2 separate regions of the Oryctolagus cuniculus genome follow, and region 2 is linked to region 1. A link is a contact called in public Micro-C data. All regions are on one chromosome and are shown on one strand. Each heading gives the region's core, a stretch centred on a gene start, on an enhancer-like site or on the middle of the called end of the contact. The rest is flanking DNA. Distances are from core to core; before and after follow the strand shown.

Region 1 (7,904 bases), core at 3,040-5,539:
TCCATCAGCGGCCCCAGGTAAAGGATTTCCTAGGGCACGCTGCCCAGGAGGGCCTACAAAAGCCCAAACGCCAGAATATAAGCCCTTGACTTCAACATCACATTACTCACGACAACATCCCTGGTGCCCACAAGAGACTTTGGCACATGCGAGGGAAAAAGCTTTTCAGTGGCCTTTCTGGGTAGACAGGATCGTGAATGACCAGTATTTTGGATTACGTGCACCATTAACTGCCTTCACTGACACAAGTAATGGAGACTTGACCCCTTCGGGCTGGGCTTCCTATCTCAGCCACGGGCTTCTTAGTTGGTGAAGAGACTTCCAAACACATCTACTGCAACTTTAAAACACAAAGCAGTCTTTAAAACAGTCAGTTTGGTGTCAAAACCATTTTTCATCAGAAAAGGCATTCGTGCAAAGTTTGAAACAACTGATTCTTATTGCACATATGGCAGAGAGGAGTCTCGCTGCAAATGTGCACATGAAGAGTTCTGTTACAGTCCTGGTAGATGCCTTCATAAAGGAAGAACTTTTATCCAACAAAGACACTTGCGCTACATCAGTATCCATCCTTTTCTTACAGATACAGCTTATTAAAGATACATACCAAAGCACACATTCCAAAAGCACCTTTCCTATGCATTTTTCCCATTCCTAACGACATATTTCATCGCAACACAATAAACCCAACAGGTCTCCAATAGCTTCAGACATTTTGAATCTTATGGTCCAATACTAAACAACAAAGGATAAACTTGACTCCAACGTCAACAGCTTGAAAGAGAAAAGGTGTCTTACCAAGTCAGCCACTCTGCACAAGGAATCCGACAGCTCGTCAAAGATGAGCACGGTCTGGGGCCCCGGGGGTGATGAGCATGCGCGCTCCACCAGAAACTCTGTCTTTCTTAGGGCTTTCTCTTGTGCAACGTGAAATCCTTCTGGGGTGCTGAGCTCAGGAACTCCAAAAAGACCCTTAAATCCAAATAGGTCCAAAACTATTATTTTTTATTGTATTAACTAAAAATACTTTTTTCATAAAGGAAATCTCAGTTGTTGTTGGCATATCACATAATTATACCTAGGATCATAGGTACTGCTTTTCTAAATAACCAAACAGAAAAGGGTGGGGTCAAACTCCAGCTATCACTTACTGGAGAACCATCTAATTTTCAGGGGACCAGTGTTGCGGCATAGAGCAACCACCTGCAGTGCTGGCATCCCATATGGGTACCAGTTTGAGTCCTGGCTGCTCTACTAATGGCCCAAGTGCCTGGGACTCTGCCATCCACGTGGGAAACCCAGATGAAGCTCCTGGCTTTGGCCTGGCTCAGCCCAGGCCATTGTGGCCATCTGCTGAGTGAACCATCAGATAGCAGGTAGAGCTCTCTCTCCACACCCCATCCCATGTAGCTCTGACTTATAAATAAACCTTTTTTTTACTTGTTAACTTTCAGAATAGCTGGCATGCAGAAAGCATTTGACATGTCAGCTATAATCACCAGCTTGCAACCAAGGCCAAGTTACTTTTCATCACAGATCTCAACTGTCTCATCAGGTACAACAGAGATGTCAATCAATACATGGCTCACGGCATGGACACAGGTACTAAGGTAGAAAGTATAGCACTTTTTGCATCATTTGCCGGGACACTCAAGAAAGCAGGGGGAAAGGCTTTTAACATGCATCTATGGCACAGCATCAAGTATATTATATATACCTCATATAATAAATTTTCTCATTTAAATCCCACGGAGCTAGAACAGAGAGTACTGTTCTCCTTTTATTAATACAGCAACAGGTGTGAGGTCACTAACGAGCAGTGGGAGAGCCAGGACTTGCCCCTACTCTGCACACCACTGAGCCACACTTGCCCAAACCTCCCGTATTGCAGCCCATGTGTCTGACAGTCCCCTGTGCCGGCAAGGCAAGCTCCTGGAGGCAGGAACCGTGCCCGCCACTCTAGAGTCAGCTGCCTAACACGTGGCTGAATTCAGTGATGGAAACAAATGCAGAGGATTTAACTTCGTAGACACTTCATATGAAGACTTTAGGAATCACGAACAGGTAAATCTTCCAGGCCTTACAAGGCTACTGTTTCCAAAAGAATGGATCCATGAATCTGCGCTGTTAACCTCTCTTCAAAATACATTAAGAAGATCAAGAAAATAAATGAAAGACAACTGGGAATTCTAAAATCTCCAGCTACCAAATAATGCTAAAAAAAAAAAAAAAAAAAAAAAACTACGCCGTGGGCAAGCATCTGGCACATCCCATCCTGGAACGCCGGGGCTGGAGTCCCGCTCCACTCCTAATTCCAGCTTCCTGTCGATGCGCACCTGGGAGGCAACAGGTGACGGCTCGGGTACCTGGATCCCTGCCACCCACACGAGAGACACAGACTGAATGCGTGCCTTGGTTTCTGGCTTTGGCCTGAACCCAGCTCCCGCTGCTGTGGACACCTGGGGAGTGACCCAGCAGACAGAAGCTTGCTCTCTCTCTCTGCCTTTCAAATTAAAAAAAAAATTTTTTTTCCAAGAATTTTTTTTACCTACATAACCATTTTTTCAAGGCAAAAGCCAAAAGTCTGATTATCAGTACCTGAAATCTTGATGCACCGAAGAAAAAGCAATAATTATATATTTCACCCACCTGGACCAGGCCTACCCTCCCCGTCTTCCTGCTGAGTACCCACAGGTAGCTCCCCTCGCATCAACCATGCAAATACCAACATGATCTACTGCCACAGACACTGGAGCAGCAAATTTCACACAAAGAGAACCTTAGAGCTAGTAATGGAGATAAAATACAAAACATACCGCCTAGCACCCTGCGTTATCTCCTACACTCTTTATAAGGCAATGGTATAATGAGATTAGTTATGAAGGCAAAAAAGTAGCCTTCAGTCTAAAATAGGCAAAATGGACACCGAAATAAAACAAGAACCAAAAAAGTCAATCCAGGCACTTCCTAGGGTAAGAATCAACATGACCAGGAAATCAGACGCCTAGCAACAGGGTTTTGCTCTTAAAAGCAAACAAAGGGCCCGCCACTGTGGCTTAGTGGGTAAAGCCACCACCAGCAGTGCAGGCAACCCATAGGGACGCCGGCTCGAGTCCGGCTGCTCCACTTCCAATCCAGCTCTCTGCTGTGGCCTGGGATAGCAGTGGAGGATGGCCCAAGTGCTTGGGCCCCTGCAACCGCGTGGGAGACCCGGAAGAAACTCCTGGCTCCTGGCTTCACATCGGTGCAGCTCCAGCTGTTATGGCCAATAGGGGAGTGAACCATCAGATGGAGGACCTCTCTCTCTCTCTCTGCCTCTCCTCTCTCTGTGTAACTCTGACCTTTCAAATAAATAAATATGTGTATATATATAAATTCCTGACTCCTGGCTTCAGATCAGCGCAACTCAGGCCGTTGGGGCCAACTGGGGAGTAACCAGCGGATGGAAGCCCTTTCTCTCGCTCTCTCTCTCTCTCTCTGACTTTCAAATAAATCAGTCTTAAAATATATATATATAGCAAACAAGGAAGTCCAAAGTTCTGAAAGAATGGGTTATCGGGTGCCCGAACCTCGGGCGTCAGTGGAGTTAGTCCGACACCACCGAGGTCCACCGAGGCCTTGCTGACACGACGTGACACCGGCTGCGACCTCGCAGGAGACCCCTTCCTTCAGAGGCAGCGGGAGAGCGGGAGCAACACCCAACTCCAGCAGGCGGCGCCGAGGCTCAGGGGTCCCGCAGAGGCGATCCCTGCACCCCGCACTGCGCCGAAAAGTTCACTCAGGCCGCCCCGCCCAGCTCCCTTATCCGCAAGGTCGCTAGGGCTGCACACGATACGCCCCCCGGACAACGGTGCGGTGTCCAGCTCTGCCCAGACCCAAACGACCTTGCCCGGATCGCCGCTGGCCGCAGAATAAGGGGACCGCCCGAGTGTGGGGACACAAGGGGCGCTTCCTGCGGCGCCGCTCACCCGGCGCTCGCCGAACAGGTCCAGGCGGAGACCCTGGGGCTTGACATTGAAGGCGGCGCCCACCGGGGACCAGCTGGTGCTGACCCTCCGGGCCCAGAGCCCGGCTCCGAAGCTGCCCTGGCCTGCTCGCCTGGGCCGCAGAGCCCCTACTCCGGCGCTGAGGCGGCCCAGCCTCTGGGTGCACAGCATCGTGGAGCTAGAGGGGCCCCCGGCCGCCGCGCTGCAGCTCTCGCAGGGCACACGCTCTCCGCGTTTCCAAGGTAGCGGCTCACGCCGCACCACGTGACGCCCGCGCTTCCGGGTCAGGGCGCGAGGCCGTCAGGACGTGGGCAAGAGCGTCACCCCGCCGCTTTTTAGGCAACTTCTGGTGAACGACGCCCCCGTGTGGCTGGAATAAGGAACGGTGAGTGTTGGCCGGTCCTGCCCACGTGACTAGCGGGGGATTGAGAAGAGTCTTATTACTAAACATTCGAATTCTTCCTGAAGCAGGAATCCAAGAGAATGCAGCCTTGCATTCTGAGCTCTTGGTGCCTTCCCCGACATGACTTAGTGACAAGGTCTGTGGCCCGACCCGGGGTCGCGGACACGCCATCTTGTCAGTCCGTCCAGTTCACCTGTCTACACTTGAATGATGGTCCACAATGTGAGTGCACGTGAGTTAGGGTTGTGTGCAGCAGAGTGAATTAACTAGCCGTGAATCTTCGTCTATTGGGGTTTGTAAAATTATAATAATTTACAATATAAATTAGTACAGGGAGTGGGCCTTGAGCCTAGAGGTGAGGTCATGTGCGTCTCGTGTCAGTACCTGGATTCCATTCCCACCCCATTCCCCAACAAACCCCCCACACCCTCACTCTTGACTCCAGCTTCCTGCCACATTGGAGACCCGGACTGAGACCCCCTGGCCATTGCAAACATTTGAGAAGTGAACTGCCAGAACAGACCTCTTTCTCTGCCTTTCAAATTAAATAATACACACACACACACACACACACACGATTTTGCCAAACTTCAATTAACAACAGGTGAACGAAGATGGGGCAGAAGGGAGGGAATGTATTAGGAAATTGTGTTTGGAGGCCTTACAATGAAAGAGAAGGCTGTTTGGGGAAGACTTCTGGAAATTTCCATCAGCCCCAGTCTCTTTTAAATGAGTGAAAAATCACGCTAGACTTGAATGCAGAGTGCTCTGTGCTTGGACAAGCTCTGGCTGTGCCCCAGAGACCTGCCACGGGCATCTCAGGGGGCCAGGACCAGCCCCTTGAAACTGTTATTTCTGCAGAAGTGAAGCTGGTGGAGTGGGTGGGAACCAGGAGACCCAGGAAAATGGGCAGAAAGGAGCGCATTAGCGGGGAGCTGGGTGGAGCAGCCAGGACTTGAACTGGTGTCCTTTTGGGATGCCAGTGCTGCAGACAGCTGCTTAAGCCTCTGCACTACAACACCAGCCCGTGGAGATTACGTTTTCAACACATGAAATTTGGGAGACACATGTAAGCCACAGCACGGCCCTTACATTCAGATCATATAAGGAACTAGAAAATTCTGGCAAGATGATTGTTTCAGACTCAAAGGATACCAGCAGACTATTTGTTTCGGCAAATTTTAGGAATGATTTGGTTTAAATGCTTAGTGTAGAAAAGTCTATAGGCCGGCGCCGCGGCTCACTAGGCTAATCCTCCACCTGCGGCTCTGGCAACCCGGGTTCTAGTCCCAGTCAGAGCGCCAGATTCTGTTCCGGCTGCTCTTCTTCCAGTCCAGCTCTCTGCTGTGGCCCGGAAAGGCAGTGGAGGAGGATGGCCCAAGTGCTTGGACCCTGCACCCACATGGGAGACCAGACCTGGCTCCTGGCTTCAGATCAGCACAGCACGCTGGCCTTGGCAGCCATTTGGGGAGTGAATCAACGGAAGGAAGACCTTTCTCTGTCTCTCTCTCTCTCTCACAATCTAACTCTGCCAGTCAAAAAAAAAAAAAAAAAAGAAGAAGAAAAGAAAAAAAAAGTCTATTATATTAGCTTAGCATATGCAATTACTTGAAGAATTAGAAAGATTGGGAGCACATGAAATTATTCAGCTCCCACACTACTGCACAACAGGCGCCTGGGGCACAGAAAGGCTAACTTCAAATTCCTCTGTCATGGCTATGAGGACAACCATATCCCTCAAGTCTTAGTCCTGGGCTTTTTCCATGGTACCATGTTGCCCCTGTCCTTGGACCTTGGACCACCTGAGTTTTTTGTTTTTTTGTTTTTTTTGTTTTTTTTTTGAGACATGAGTGGCAGTAACAGCAATACCACCTCACCAGTCTAGTTTAAGCATACAAATTGTTGGCTGCAGAGCAAAATAGTCCAGGGCTCACTCAGGCTACAGATACAGCAGGAGTTAGAAGCCTGAACAATGCCATCAGGACTGGTGCCCCCCTCAGTTTCCTGTTGCTAGAACTGAAAGCCACAGAGTGAGTTATTTGTAAAGAACAGACACTTACTGATCCCATGGCTCTGGAGACAGGGAGGTGCAAGGGCCGGCGCCAGCACATGCCCGGCATCTGATGAGGGCCTTGTGCTGCGTCATAGCACAGCAGAGGGCACCATATGGCGACACAGAACAAGTGTACCCGCTCAGGCCTCTCTTCCTCTTCTTATAAAGCCCCACCCCCACGACCTTATCTAACCCTACTATCTCCAAAAGGCTCCACTTCCCAATACCATCAGCATGTCAGGTTAGGGAATAGGTCCCCAGCAGGTGAAATGTAGGGACCCCAGTCATACCACTGTAGCTTGGGTATTTCCAGCTCTACTTGGCTTCATCCTGCAGCTCTGCAGATGAGAAAGTGGGTGCTGTCAGCTTCAAGTCTGCATCCTCCCTGTTCTGACTGCACTTGACAAAGAGCAGGCCCCCCCCCCCTTTTTGGCACAAAATTGTGCCATTGCTTCTCTGACAGGATCAAGTGCCATCTCGCAGAAGTCACCATGGCTGCTGGAAGGTGCTGTTCTGATCACCGGTCCTGACCCAGAGATTCAAGTTTATACCATTTGGAAGACTTGACCAGAAAGTGGACATTAGGATATTGTACTAGAAGGAAGAGAAATCTATGGTATCGATTCAAATAGGAAACATTAGGGCATGCATTTGATATAGCAGTTAAGACCACTTGGGAGGCCCACGTCCCATACTGGAGTTGCCTACATTCAAGTCCCAGCTCCTGTTCTGATTTCAGCCTCCTGCTAATGCCGTACTTGGGTCCCTACCACGAACGTGGGAGGCCCGGATTGGACTGAGTTCGAGGCGTCTTGCTTATACTTGGTCCAGCCCTGGCTGCTGTAGGCATCTGGGGAGTGAACATCAGATGGAGAGATTCTCTCTCTCTCTCTCTCCCTCAAACAAACAAAATGGAAACAAAACAAGAAATGTCCACTATAGTCATGAAGGAAAACTTTCCCTTTGAACCTACTCTCTTAGTAAATCCACCCCTATTCTGCACTTCTAACTATAACTCTGACATCTTGGTCCAGTAGCTACTTCTCTCCTTTGTACCTCATTTTAAAACTTTTAGCGAGGTACACAGTGAAAAAAAGGCTAATGGAATTTTTGCGGCTGGATTCTGGACTTCTTAGGAACTCATGATTCCTTTGATCCTCCAATTATCCCTTCTTGGAATGGGGCTGCCTGCCCTATGCCTGGCCCTTCACTGAATTGTGAAAGCGGGTAGCTTTCATGGTTGCACGCATTCCCAAGTGGAGAGCAATTTTGCTGCAGGAGGAAAATCATACAATAGGTCTCAGTGGCTTAAAGGGCAAGATTTAGGACTTTAAGTTGATGACAGGCAGATGAGATTTTTGGATTTAGAGTTGATGTTGAAATAGTTTAGACTTTTGGGGGGATGTTGGGATAAGGGGAATGTATTTTGCACACGGAAAAGGGAGCGGACACAGGAGGGCAG
Region 2 (7,904 bases), core at 1,432-3,931, 650 kb after region 1:
ATGGGGGATCTTTCTTCTGCCACCTGGATACTTACAACATCATTTGCAAGCCATACAAAACTATCAACCTAAAAATCAGCCTGCTATAGATGCATTGAATTTCAACTCCTGACTGTGGGTTGCCTTGGCAGGACCAGAACAAATGATTCTGTTGGCCTTCCCCATTCCTGCTCTAGGCCTATTTCCTCCTCATCTGTCAATGGAGATAAGAATACCCAACTGACAGCATTATTTAACATATTAATGATAATACTGTATTACTGTGAAATCATAATATTGTATAACTAGTTATACTGACACCTAAATTGCTCAACAAATGGTAATGATTAGTTCCCAAAAACAACTGTCTGCAAACAGAACACGTTACTAAGTAGTCATATCACATTACACAGGCAATCCTTGACCCAACTACACAGAATTCAAAAAGGTAATAAAGCTAAAGCAATTCATTTTGGGTTTTGAAATACTTACAATTATTTCTGCAACAAATTAACTATGTCCAGGTGAAGGTTATGTGTAATGGAAACAAAAAGTTGACTATCTTCAGCTCAGTATTTTAAGAATAAGTTACTTTCCCAACAGATCAATTTTTTAAGGAAAAAAGTTACAGACCACACAATTATCAGAATGCATTAGGAGGTCCACACCCTAACTTGTTGTAGACCCAGTGTCTGTACAGTACCTGGTACATAACTGGTACCTTTCCAATATTTGTTTAATTGTAGTCTACACACACCCACATGAGATTATTCCAGAGTAGTGATCTAATGCTAGAGAAACAACCCACAGTAATAAAGGAGTACACTTGAAGACTTTAAAAGAAAATTAGTTAAAAAAAACTCTTAATCTTTATAAAGGTACAGAAGAGCCTTACTAAAGCACCAACATGGGGCCCCTGGAAAAAGACAAGGACAAATCAGAGTTGACTGAGGAAAAATCCAACAATTGGTACTTAAAGAGGAACATCCGACCCATGGAAAGTCACCAGTGACCATCTTCAAGGAGTAGCTAAGAGAGGCTACAACTATCAAAATAAAAACAAAGATATATTTTCCTCAGAAGTTGAGGGAGGAAAGATTCAATAAGGGGGCCCTAAAGATTTCTCAGCAGTCTGGGCTCTCTTTTATCATTCACCTAGGAATAGGGTCTGTTGAAGTTGATTGCATTCAATTCACTTTTGTTGGCTTTCTACTGTGTGCTGTGCACTGTAGCAAGCGCATGAGATGAAAATCAGCGGCACACAGCTACTGCAAAACGCACACCTGCGATCCTGAGACCAGGATGCCAACTTGATCCGGGCTCACTCTAGTCTTCGTTTCCATCTTCTCACTCTCTACTGGTGTGGTCGCTTACTTGATCACTCTGCTACCTTCAAATTTTAAGTGCCAGCAACTTGAATGCTAAAGTTACTTTATCTTGCTTCTCTTAAAAACAAAGCTTTTTTGGGGGAGGGGAGGAATTAGTTTTGGGCATGTAATTTTACTAGGCATAGTATACTCAACGTTGAAAACAAGCCCTAATAAAAATCCACACACACCTTAGATGAGAAGAGTTTCTGAAGATACAGATTTCAGATTCTCCTTGGAACAGCGAAGACAGCCTGCGCCCGCTAGTTCCCTGAACGCAAGCTAACTTTAAGATGCGCAGCACCCGACGGCCAGTTCGGGCTTTGGCAAAACACGGAGAGTCCAGCACTCGGGCTGCGTCCTCCGCCGCATTTTGTTACGCTCCCTGCCATCTTACAATAATGACACTCAATTCTTCTGCCTTTGATGTCTGTGTTTCTCCCTCCCAAGGCTGAAGCGCATCTTAAAACGTCGCTGGAAAAAGAAATCTGGTCATATTCTGATGCTATTTCCTTCAAAAGGAATCATAACGAAGACTCGCTCGGTCTCGAAAAATGCACGTTTCACACACAAAAGTTGAGTGCGGGATTTAATGAGCTCCACGGAGTAACACTGTCCCCTCCTGCGTAACTCCCACTATGGACACCAAGGGCGACGGCTGAAGTTCGCAGCACAGACACGGGAACACCGGACCTGAACGACCCGAGACCGAGGCACGAAAGCGAGGTGCGGCGCAGAGCTGCTCCTGGCTCCGCCGAATCGCACAGCACCACCCATCTGTGACACCGGACAAAGAGACGCGGGCAAGCATCGTGAGGCTGATTCGGGAACCCACTGGGTTTTCCGGTACCGAAGCCGGCGAACGGCGGAAAGCTCCCAAAGCTAAGGCGCACTCAGCTCCGCCCAGGAGGCTGTAAAAGCCAAGAAGGTGGCGACAGATTTTCTCGCCGGAGTGCTGAAAAACAGCCCTCCGCACCTCCTCGGCCCAAGCTGACCCCGTCCTCCCGCACCAGGCCCCGCCGACTCCGGCCAGGCCCCCGGCCGCGTCAGCCTGCTCAGACCAGGAGCAGCGGCCAGTTACCTTGGTCGTCCGGATGTGCTCCATCTCGAGGAGACGTCTGCCGGCAGCGGGCCTCACAGGCGCACCATGAGCCGACAGAAACCGGGCGGCGACAGCTACCCAGGACCAGCAGGAACTCGCTCAGCCGGCCAGCGCCTACATCCGTCAACCCGCCCGGGGCGGTGTCCACGGCGCAGGCGCGGTCGGCGAGCGCCGTCTCCTAGTAACGCTTCCCCAAACCCGGTGGCCGCCGAAGAGATCGCGGGGCGGGAGGGCGGAGCGGCCGCTGGAAGAGAGCGACGCCCTGGGTTGTTGGGGGCTTCGGCAGATTCCACAGCGCCCCCTTGCGCGTGGAGGACTCACACGCTCACCAACCCCTCCCGGGTGTGGTTCGTTGTCTGGCCAGAGAAGCCCCCGCCAGGACCCACGCTTCTCCCGGTTCGAGGATGGATCCGGAGGGAAGGGCATCTGGGACATGAGGACGAGGCTGGATGTCTCTGAAATCCGTCACCGTGCCAGCGGGCAGCACCAAAGTAGAAGCTTTAGTTCGAGTTGCGATTCTACTCATTGGCATTTATTTTAAGGCAATAATCAGGTTCAACAAATGCTCCCATGCGATAGGATTAGTTACGTAATTCTGTATTCATTCAGTAGTAATAGCATCCCATAAAGATCATCCTACAGGACTATCCCTTAAAAAACGCTGGTGCTGTATCAGTGGGGGATGGGGGCCTCTCGGCTACAGTGTGATGGCACTTGGTTAAGTTTACGTTTTGAGATGGTAGGATGGACTGTACAAGACTGCTGTAATTCCTCTAACATAGTGTTTCTCGGCCTGCAGCAAGATCTGAGGACAGTTCTGGTTGTCACATGGTGGGTTAGGTGGGGGCCAGAACTGCTGCCGAGCACAGAGCAACGCCCCGGACCAAGAGCTGTCCTGCCCAGGAGACTGGTGCAGACGTGGGCGATCCCTGCTGCGGACTTCTGGGCGTTCTGCACCCAGCAGTTTCACTTTTGTGATTTCAAAATGTGAGGAAGGACGTTATCACACCATCTTTCTTTTTTAAAAAAAGAAAAAGTTTATTTATTTATTTGAAATTCAGAGTTACACAGAAAGGAGGAGAGGCAGAGAGAGAGAGGTCTTCCACCTTCTGGTTCACACCCCATTTGGCCACAAAGGCTGGAGCTGAGCCCTGTGCTGATCTGAAGCCAGGAGCCAGGAGCTTCTTCTGGGTCTTCCACGCAGGTGCAGGGGTCCAAAGACTTGGGCCATCTTCTACTGCTTTCCCAGGCTACAACAGAGAGCTGATGGGAAGTGGAGCAGCCGGGACTCAAACCGGTGTCCAGTAGGATGCCGGCACTGCAGGCCATGGCTTTACCCGCTACACTAGAACAAAGGCCCCTACTCCATCTTTCTTACTATAGTTGGTGTTACCAACACCTCTCTAATTTTTACATTCTAGGTAAAAAAAGATTTTTTTGTTTCATTTTACATCAAGTGTTCTTGGTATTGTCTTGTTTTGAGTACCTCCATGGAGATGCCTGATAAACACAACAGGTTTTTTGGTGGCCTAGCTAACCCCTGTAAGGTAAATGTGTAACAAGGATAAGACTGAACTACCTACAGTTTCTGCCCAGTATCACATCTAAAATACACACACACACACACACACACACACAAATCCTGCGTGGTGGAGGGTCAAGGGAAACACTGAAAAATAATTTTTCAGAAACAAAATGACATGAATTCTATTGTATAACATAGAGAGTTCTTTGATAAAATCTCTCCCAAAAGTCTGTATGTTCCTTTTCCCATGTATGCCATATATGCCAGGCTCCTCTTTCTTATCTTTTGCTGTTCTGTTGGTTTCCTTCCTCTGACCAGTTCTCATAGAGAGATAATGATAACTTGGTTGGCTAACACCAAGTGATATCAAGTGACCATGAGAGTACCAAATGCATATGAGGAAATACTATTATTTTCCTCACTTTAAAGATAAGAAAAGTGAAAGGCAATGAAGTTAAGTAACTTGCAGAAAGCATAGATCCATGATATGAAAACAGACAGTCTGACTCTAGAATCTGTAATCTTTTTTTTTTTTTTTTTTGATAGGCAGAGTGGACAGTGAGAGAGAGAGACAGAGAGAAAGGTCTTCCTTTTCCGTTGGTTCACCCTCCAATGGCCACCGCGGCCGGCGTGCTGCGCTGATCCGATGGCAGGAGCCAGGTACTTATCCTGATCTCCCATGGGGTGCAGGGCCCAAGGACTTGGGCCATCCTCCACTGCACTCCCGGGCCACAGCAGAGAGCTGGCCTGGAAGAGGGGCAACCGGGACAGAATCCGGCGCCCCGACCGGGACTAGAACCCGGTGTGCCGGTGCCGCAAGGCGGAGGATTAGCCTAGTGAGCTGTGGCGCCAGCCAATCTGTATTCTTTTTTTAAGACTTTAAATATAGTATTTATTTTCTTAATACGACCAGAGGCTTATATTTTATGACAAATCAGCCCCATGCTGTTTTGCTGGGTGGCTCCTAAATGCATGATGTATGATGAATATTCCCAAGGAAGCTTTTGTATAATACTCACTTGTGATTCTTAATTTTTTTATTTTATTTGGTAGGTAGAGTTGTAGACAGTGAGAGACAGAGAGAAAGGTCTTCCTTCCATTGATTCACTCCCCAAATGGCCCCTACAGCGGGCGCTGAGCCAGTTCTGAAGCTAGGAACCAGGTGCTTCTTCCTGGTCTCCCATGCGGGTGCAGGGACCCAAGCACTTGGGCCATCTTCCACTGCCCTCCCAGGCCACAGCAGAGAGCTGGACTGGAAGAGGAGCAACTGGGACCAGAACCCGGCGCCCATAAGGGATGCTGGCGCCACAGGCAGAGGATTAACCTAGTGAGCCACGGCACAGGCCCCAAATGTTTTTAAATTTTTATTTAATAAATATAAATTTCCAAAGTACAACTTTTGTATTATAGTAGCTTTTCCCTCCATAACCTCCCTCCCACCCACAACCATCCCATCTCCCACTCCCTCTCCCATCCCATTCTTCATCAAGATTCATTTTCAATTATCTTTATATACAGAAGAGCAATTTGGTATATACTAAGATTTCAACAGTTTACCCACACACAGGTAAATAAAGTATAAGTACTGTTTGAGTAGTAGTTTTACCATTAATTCACATAGTACAACACATTAAGGACAGAGATCCTACATGAGGAGCAAGTGTACAGTGACTCCCAGTGGTGATTTAACAATTGACACTCTTATTTATGACATCAGTAATCACCTGAGACTCTTGTCATGAGCTGCCAAGGCTATGGAAGCCTCATGAGTTCACACACTCCGACCTTATTTAGACAAGGCAATAATCAAAGTGGAAGTTCTCTCCTCCCTCCCTTCAGAGAAAGGTACTATCTTCTTTGATGGCCTGTTCTTTCCGCTGGGATCTCACTCACAGAGATCTTTCATTTAGGTTTTTTTGTTTGTTTGTTTGTTTTGTTTTGTTTTGTTTTGTTTTTGCCACAGTGTCTTGGCTTTCCATGCCTGAGAAACTCTCATGGGTTTTTTAGCTGGATCTGAATGTCTTAAGGGCTGATAGAATCTGTATTCTTAAGAACCATTCTGTTTGATTTGCTTTCCAAAATCCATACCAAAGTTCCATTTATGGCACTATGGTAAATCAGGAAATCTCCCTGCCTTTATGAAAAATAAAATAATGGACAACATGTAAATCAATCAATTATATAAGCATCAAATAACTGACAAGATAGTGAACACTTACAGGTGCAAAATAAAAAGGAAAGCATATGCACGGAGATTAAGCAAGCACGAAGCAGAAGCTGATGCTTTAAGTGGGCCATTTCCAAGTCAGGTGAATTTATTCTTTTTTTTTTTCAAGATTTATCTATTTATTTGAAAGGCAGAGTTACAGAGAGGTAGAGGCAAAGAGAGAGAAAGAGAGAGAGGTCTTCCATCTGCTGGTTCACTCCCCAGCTGCAATAGCTGGAGCTATGCCGATCTGGAGCCAGGAGCCCCCTCCGGGTCACCCACATGGTTGCAGGGACACAAGGGCTTGAGCCATGCTCCACTGCTTTCCCAGGCTACAGCAGAGAGCTGGATCAGAAGTGGAGCACTCAGGACCTGAACCAGAGCACATATGGGACGCTGGCACTGCAGGCAGCAGTTTACCCAATATGCCACAGCGCCGGCCTCTCCTCTCTGTCTTGATACCAGTCTGGGATATGAAGTTCAGAAGTCAAAGTCAATGGAGAATCCAATGGGAGATCCCTCCCACACATGGCCAGAGCCAGAAGGAAACTCAGCCAATCAGATCCCACCTGGTAAGACTGCAAGGCAGTCAGCCTTGATATTGAGAAAAGTGGGATGTCTAAGACAATCCTGAAGAGGCCTGTAGACAGATTTGCAACCTGGAGTCTTACCTATGTAATCTCAAAACCTCAAGCTGGAAATGTGGTTTATGTGGTTGGGATTAATCTTTCTTAGCAACTTTACAGCAGCAAATATAAATCCTTTTTGGTAGAATATGCTTTTATAATAGGCCTCAAATAACTCTCACAATTACATTAATTTTCTAAGGAAAATTAAAATTAAGTCACAAAACTAACCAGCACAAAAGAAAGCAATTCTTAAGAGACAGTCAGCGGCCAGCGCCACGGCTCACTAGGCTAATCCTCCGCCTTGCGGCGCCGGCACACCGGGTTCTAGTCCTGGTCGGGGCGCAGAACCAGATTCTGTCCCGGTTGCCCCTCTTCCAGGCCAGCTCTCTGCTGTGGCCAGGGAGTGCAGTGGAGGATGGCCCAAGTGCTTGGGCCCTGCACCCCATGGGAGACCAGGAGAAGTACCTGGCTCCTGCCATCGGATCAGCTCGGTGCGCCAGCCGCAGCGCACCAGCCGCGGCAGCCATTGGAGGGTGAACCAACGGAAAAGGAAGACCTTTCTCTCTCTCTCTCTCTCTCTCACTGTCCACTCTGCCTGTCAAAAAAAAAAAAAAAAAAAAAAGAGACAGTCAGCAGGAATGATATGTTAACAATAGAGATTTTATAATTATGATTCTTATATTATAGAACAACCTTGCTTGTTATCGTTAAAGAAATAAATGACAATGAAAATATATGCAATGTACAGGGAAATTTTTTAAATTATTTATCAGATAGAAAGAGGACCCAAATAGAATTTTATAAATGAAAATATAGTCGGCCGGCGCTGCAGCTCCCTAGGCTAATCCTCCACCTGTGGCGCCAGCATCCCGGGTTCTAGTCCCGGCTGGGGCGCCAGATTCTGTCCCGGTTGCCCCTCTTCCAGTCCAGCTCTCTGCTGTGGCCCGGGAGGCCACAAGTGCTTGGGCCCTGCACCCGCATGGGAGACCAGGAAGAAGTACCTGGTTCCTGGCTTCAGATCGGCACCGCTGTGCCGGCAGTAGTAGCCATTTGGGGAGTGAACCAACGGAAGGAAGACCTTTCTCTTTGTCTCTCT

Evidence for each region. A called contact is a pair of places that touch in the nucleus more often than the background predicts.
Region 2: a Micro-C map of ear pinna shows a contact between it and region 1, with 9 times the contacts expected there. The contact joins the promoter of MTMR6 here to the promoter of MIPEP in region 1. A contact is called at or near these places in 2 of 6 Hi-C or Micro-C datasets (ear pinna and an unstated tissue).

Annotation. Positions count from the first base shown.
Region 1 is chr9:94,654,002-94,661,905 of mOryCun1.1, forward strand. It overlaps MIPEP (mitochondrial intermediate peptidase), which reads right to left and starts at 4,290. Exons shown (of 19, transcript XM_002712797.5): 1 at 3,969-4,290; 2 at 799-972. The coding sequence starts at 4,157.
Region 2 is chr9:95,306,590-95,314,493 of mOryCun1.1, forward strand. MTMR6 (myotubularin related protein 6) reads right to left here and starts at 2,682. Exons shown (of 14, transcript XM_008259900.4): 1 at 2,428-2,682. The coding sequence starts at 2,451.